Regions from separate parts of the Anas platyrhynchos genome. Here region 2 is linked to region 1. The links are chromatin contacts, called in public Hi-C maps. All regions are on one chromosome and are shown on one strand. Each heading gives the region's core, a stretch centred on a gene start, on an enhancer-like site or on the middle of the called end of the contact. The rest is flanking DNA. Distances are from core to core; before and after follow the strand shown.

What was found. A called contact is a pair of places that touch in the nucleus more often than the background predicts.
Region 2: a contact with region 1 is called in a Hi-C map of skeletal muscle, with 2.8 times the contacts expected there. The contact joins two enhancer-like sites. A contact is called at or near these places in 2 of 8 Hi-C or Micro-C datasets (liver and skeletal muscle).

What each region holds. Positions count from the first base shown.
Region 1 is chr3:56,652,553-56,655,252 of IASCAAS_PekinDuck_T2T, forward strand. All of the region lies in intron 4 of ARID1B (AT-rich interaction domain 1B), which reads left to right. Among named protein-coding and RNA genes, the nearest start is that of ARID1B, 170 kb to the left of the region's middle. Within about 2 kb of position 1,404, at least 3 of the 8 cell types and tissues checked have an H3K27ac peak or open chromatin away from gene starts, as enhancers often do.
Region 2 is chr3:56,719,585-56,722,284 of IASCAAS_PekinDuck_T2T, forward strand. ARID1B (AT-rich interaction domain 1B) reads left to right here. Exons shown (of 19, transcript XM_072035945.1): 6 at 2,679-2,700. Among named protein-coding and RNA genes, the nearest start is that of TMEM242, 160 kb to the right of the region's middle. Within about 2 kb of position 1,342, at least 2 of the 8 cell types and tissues checked have an H3K27ac peak or open chromatin away from gene starts, as enhancers often do.

The DNA.
Region 1 (2,700 bases), core at 154-2,653:
CCACTCTTTTCTTAAGGGAAATTAAATAGTGACTGCTCCTAGATTTCAGTCTCAGTACAACAATCATTTTGATCTCTACATTGTCAAACAAATAAATATCAAAAGCTAATTTTCGGTGCAGTTACTCTGTTTTATGCAGCGCTCTAGTGTGAAAGAACTAATTGTATGTTACATAGCTTTGCATATGTATGAAAAACAGTGCTTGACAGAAAATATACAAAAGGTTTGAACTGTGAATGTGTTCACAGCAGCGTCCATGCATGGGTATACGTATGTCTGCCTGTATGTTCCTTACCTGCTTCACCTTCTCATGACAAGAGCAGATGGACATGCTGCTGCTGTGAATTTGCTGCTGATCAGAGATGTCTGTGGTAGCTGTGGAGGAGTAACTTGTCTCAGAGCATGCTTGCAGGTAATTCTGGTAGGCCCTGCTGCAGCAACTCGTGAGTGTGCACTGATCAGCACATGCGCAATCTCAAATGTCCATTTATCCCCAGTTTGCAATGGCTGCTTCCTGGTGCTGGTCTAACTCTGTCTCTTTCTGTTTGAGGTCCCAGGGATTGCCCCATCGCCATCTAATCCACAACTTTTTGTTCTCCCCAGTTGCTTCTAATACATATGTAATTCTGTAGTGAGTGTTGTATCCCACAAGGCTGATGGTTATTGCTTTTAGTTAGCTAATATCTAGAGTCTATTTCTTTTGCTTCTCAGGGATTGGCCTCATTCCCAGGATTTTGCAAAATATTTGCAATGGGAGACTAAAACAGCAGGTTAGTCAATATCATGTCCAAGACAGTGTATTAGGCACAATGGTGAAGATGTGAATGATTTTTTTTTATTATTATTATTACTTTTTGTAAATCAGCTTCCACAAAAACATTGGCATTTAAGAATTTTAAAAATATGAGCAGGACAGATCTGCTCTGCTGTACAGCTTTGAAGAACATGAGGCATCATTGTGCTTTATCTCTAAGGCTGGCTGACCAAGCACAGAGCTGCTTCAGCGAGCTGTCCTTGAGCTGCTGTGTTGTCTGTACATGCTAATAAGGAGAATGAGGAGAATTAATAAGCAAGTGTGAAATGCAGCATAGTTTCTGAAAATCCTTTCAAACCCTTTTAACGCAAAATAGCACACAGTTGTTCTACCATTTAAAAAGAGATCTTTTTGTTGCTTAAAGTGTATTTTGGGAGCTAAAAGTTGCGGCTTCAGAAATTTGAGCACTGATCTTTGTTATTTCTAACCCTGGTGAAGTAGAAGATAAATAACTGACATCACAAAGGGCTAAGAAAAAGTGGGTGCTAGATTTAAAGAGTGTCTTGAGCTGGGTCACATTGTCCCGTTGTTACAGGGGTCACACTGCAAGGGGCTGGCACTTACATAGCCAAAAGGCCTTGACTAAGTAGTTTCCATGGACTGTGTATGAAAAGTGAGGAAACCTCAGCTGATTTCTCCTTAATTCATGAGGCTGATACTGTGCAACTACCTCGCCTTTAATTCAGGCATAGATTCAGGGTGGTAACAAAGGTGTCTTTGGTATGTTTGTTTCAAGGATTGCCTGGGGAGCGTGCCCGCTTTTCCCTTGCTGCAGGCTTGGAACCTGACTGTAAGAACATGCATGATAGCCATTAAAAATAAACTGGTGGCAGTTAGCAGAGAAAAAAGGGAAGGAAAGGTTGTCTCAGTTACCAAAGTTTATTCCTATGTAGTCCTGCATACGCTAAAAGCAGTGTACAAGCTTTGTAAGTCCTTGAAGAATTGCCAAAAACTAGTGTGGGTCATTTAAGTTTGTCCCTGCTCCAAGGAGAAGGGCAACCATGGTCTACAGTTGTTGAATCCTAAATTACTTTAAAAGGGAGGCAAAGAATGCAAATATTACAGCTAGGTAGGCTGGGTTTCATGAAGATATGAATGACTATAGCAATATTTATCTTTGAAATAAACTTTCTAAGGGCGCTGAAAAGTGAAAGCAGGATAAATTTATTGTTCCTCTTGTTTAAAAAAGGTGAGTTCAGAGTTGTGGAGGGACAGAGCTTAAAAGCTGACAATCTGAACTAGAGAAGGATTGGAGGGTTGTAGCAGCACCACGCGCTGCAGCACCTTGCATGCACCCGGGTGTCCAGGCTGGTTCCAGCAGGCAGCCCGGCAAGGCCGGTGTGCGGGCACGGTGGCTGGAGGTGCATTTGCATCTCGCCGTGCCCAGACTGAGGAGTCCCGTTTGTAAGTCGCCGAGACCACGGTGCTTCCCCCACCCACCCACCTGCCCAGAAGCCCTGGGAAGGGAAAGGGCAGACTGGGGACAGGAGCAGGTAATTTGATTGTGAATTGGGCAGCGTGATAAGGCTTGTCTTATCGCGACCCGGCGGTGAGGAGGTGATTTGACAGCAATTCAGGCGGCAACCCCTGTATTTCCTCGTTCTTTCATGATTTTGTTATCATGGGGAAGAGAGTCCTTTCTGATCTGCTTGATCTTTGTGATACGGTGGATACAAAAGTATTACAAAATGTGAGCATTAACATACACGTTTATTTTGTTTTGAACCTATCTTAGAAGTGCCAGAGGCATGCCTTTTTAGCAAGCAGGCAGTTGGCAAAAACCCTCTAGGTATCAGAGAGGCCATGTGCTATAATTTTTCTAGAATAATAGTGTCAAACAAATGACAATAGAAAGCCTGTGAAATTGGCAGCCAGCTGGGCAAATT
Region 2 (2,700 bases), core at 92-2,591, 67 kb after region 1:
AGTTCAGTTCAAGCCTTCAAAGGTATTTGGGTGCTTAACTTCCTTTTACCTTCCAGATCACTTCTAAGGGTAAAATGACAGGCCAACTGAAAATATTTTTGTGCAGTATTCCACATGCCCAGCACCTGGATAATTTGTAGTACCCACTAATAATTAACATAATGGCCACTTCTGTTGCAGATTCATTCCTTGTTTGAATATGTGTAGAGTTGGTTGACTTGTTTATGAAATTGTTTTCTTGTGTGAAACAACAACTTTGGTTTCCACTTTATTTCAATACCAAGCACAAACAAACAAACAACAACAACAAAAAGCAGAATGCAAACTTTAAAAAGTGAACTAAAATAGCATTAATGTTTACAGAGGTTACAAACAATTTCAGTGAATTTGCAAAGCTCCTGAGGTTGGATTCCCAAAGGATGCAGATGAAAATGATTTCTTTGTAACACGCCGTATATGCTCAGTTCTAGAGTCTGACTTTCCCTGTCTGTGCTTGCACATCTGCATGTGCAGGATAAGGCTCCTGCCAGATAATTGAACTTATTATCAATGTAAAAAGTTAAAGACCTGCTATAAATGTAGTCAAAATATGTTGCCTAGTACAGATCGTCCATGCAATATTAATGTCTCTTAAAGTTTGCCAGGCCTCCACCTGGTGGGGGTCCCACTGGGAGCTGCGGGGTGCAATCAGGAGTACCTCTGCCTCTACTATTAAGCATTTTGAAAAATCTTACATGGTTTTCAGGAAAAAAAAAAAAAAGCCACAGTCAAGATTTACTGGAAGTGCTGTCTGATCGCGGTGCCTCAGGCACGCGCGGTGGCAGTGGCAGCTCGCCGCGTTAGCATGGCGCTACTGCTTGTTTACAGTTTGAGCCGCCCAATCCTTTCTGTCAAGCAGAAGGTGTTTGGTACAGTGCAGGCACGAACTGTTGCCACAGTCTGCCCATGATCGGCACCGAAACAAGCCGGTGTGTTATGGTCACACGCCCTGGGGCACCCAGCCAGGCCATGGATCCCGGAGCTGCGGGCGCCGCGTGGCATCGTTGGGCCTCCAGCCCAGCGCCTGCGTCTCTGAGGCTGTTGTTGCAGCCGCTCATGCTCATGTTGCCCATCGTGTTTTCTAGCGTAGAGGCACCTCAGCTGAGTAGTTAGCAGGTGGTCACACCCTACATTTTATGGATTTTCCTTTTGTTCATCGCAGTCCTCTCATTGCTTTGGCTCCAGTGCGCAGGCCCGCCATAGCTGGTGGCTCTGAGGCCGGGAAGCAGCAGGGCAGGGAAGGGCAGGGCAGGCACATCCCCTTTCCTCGGTTTTATTTCCAGCTTTGGGCACTTCGTAGCTCTAAAGAAAGAGCAACCCCTGCTGGCTCTCCTTCAGCTCTGCTCCCAGCTCCAGAAATAGCCACAGGATCCTCGCCTCAGCCATTAAAAAAAGGGTGGCTGCTAAGCACGAGGAAATGATTCTCAGCAGGCACAAATCTATTTCATGTGTTTTTATTCTTTCCATTTCTTTTAAACGGAAAACAATCTGAGCAGTTTCTGAGGATGAGGGATATAAATCTGTCTGCTGCTATTTATACCGTGCTCGTCACTGCAGTGGCTAAGTGCTTAAAATATATACTTGCTGCCTAACCTGAGGTGGTCTTCAAGCTGCTTTGGCTGTCGAGAGCAGAGGCATCTCAAACCAGCAGTGACCAGGAGGCTAGGAGATGCCCAGCTCTTGGTCTTCCTCCTCCTGTTGGGTGCAAAGCCTCTGCCAAGCTGTAGCAGTGCAATGGGGGTGGTGAGGGCCCCGTGCTGGACACGGCGTTGAATTGTGGCCCAGAGAAAGGACTTCAATGAGCACCTGCTTTAAACACCGCGTAGCACTATTGAAAGGGAAGATTTAGTGTCCTAAGCCTCACAGGCAGCATTGTGTGCGCCATTCTTCCTCTTTGGGTGGGTAGACAGCTGTGGGTAAACTGGGGGTGTCTTTGAACAAGGCCATAGAAATGAGCCTGTCTGTTCTGGATGGATATTTCAGTAAGCAAATACCTTCCCTTTGCCTTGTTTGAATAATAAGATACCCCTTTTCTGTCTGCTCCCTTTCAAACATGCTTCACGTTTACCATGCACACCTACGTATTACTCTTTATTCCCATGTTCTGTGTGGACATTCAAATAACATTAAAACCACTGATTCATTGAAATACTTTTTATTGTTGTTAGTCATTTTTGTATTGACTGAATTTTTCATTGGTAATATTGCTGGCAGTGGGCCATGTCTGCCTGGCTGGAGGCCAGTTTAAGCTCGGCAGGATGAGCCCTATTGTTCAGCAGACTTGGATTTTGTTAAACTCTCTAACAGAAATATGTGTCAGGAGATTTGCAGTTATAAATTGGATCATGTCGGTGAGGTTGGGAACTCGCTCAATACAAAATTGTACATTCCACCATGCCTGTTGCTAAATATGTTTATGCATCTTTCCTCCGTGGGTTTCCAAAGCAAAAAAAAAAACGAAGAAAAGAAAAAAAAAAAAAAAAAAAAGAAAAAAGCTGAACCTGTTGAGCTCTGTTTTTAACTTATACAGCTGGTACTTTCTTTGATGTTAAGTGGTTTAAAAATGCAGCAAGGCTTGGTTTTGTGCATTGCAATGTTAAAAGCAAGTCTATTTTCCCTTTCTTCTCTGTGTGTTACAGGCAGTCAGATGCCACCGCAGCC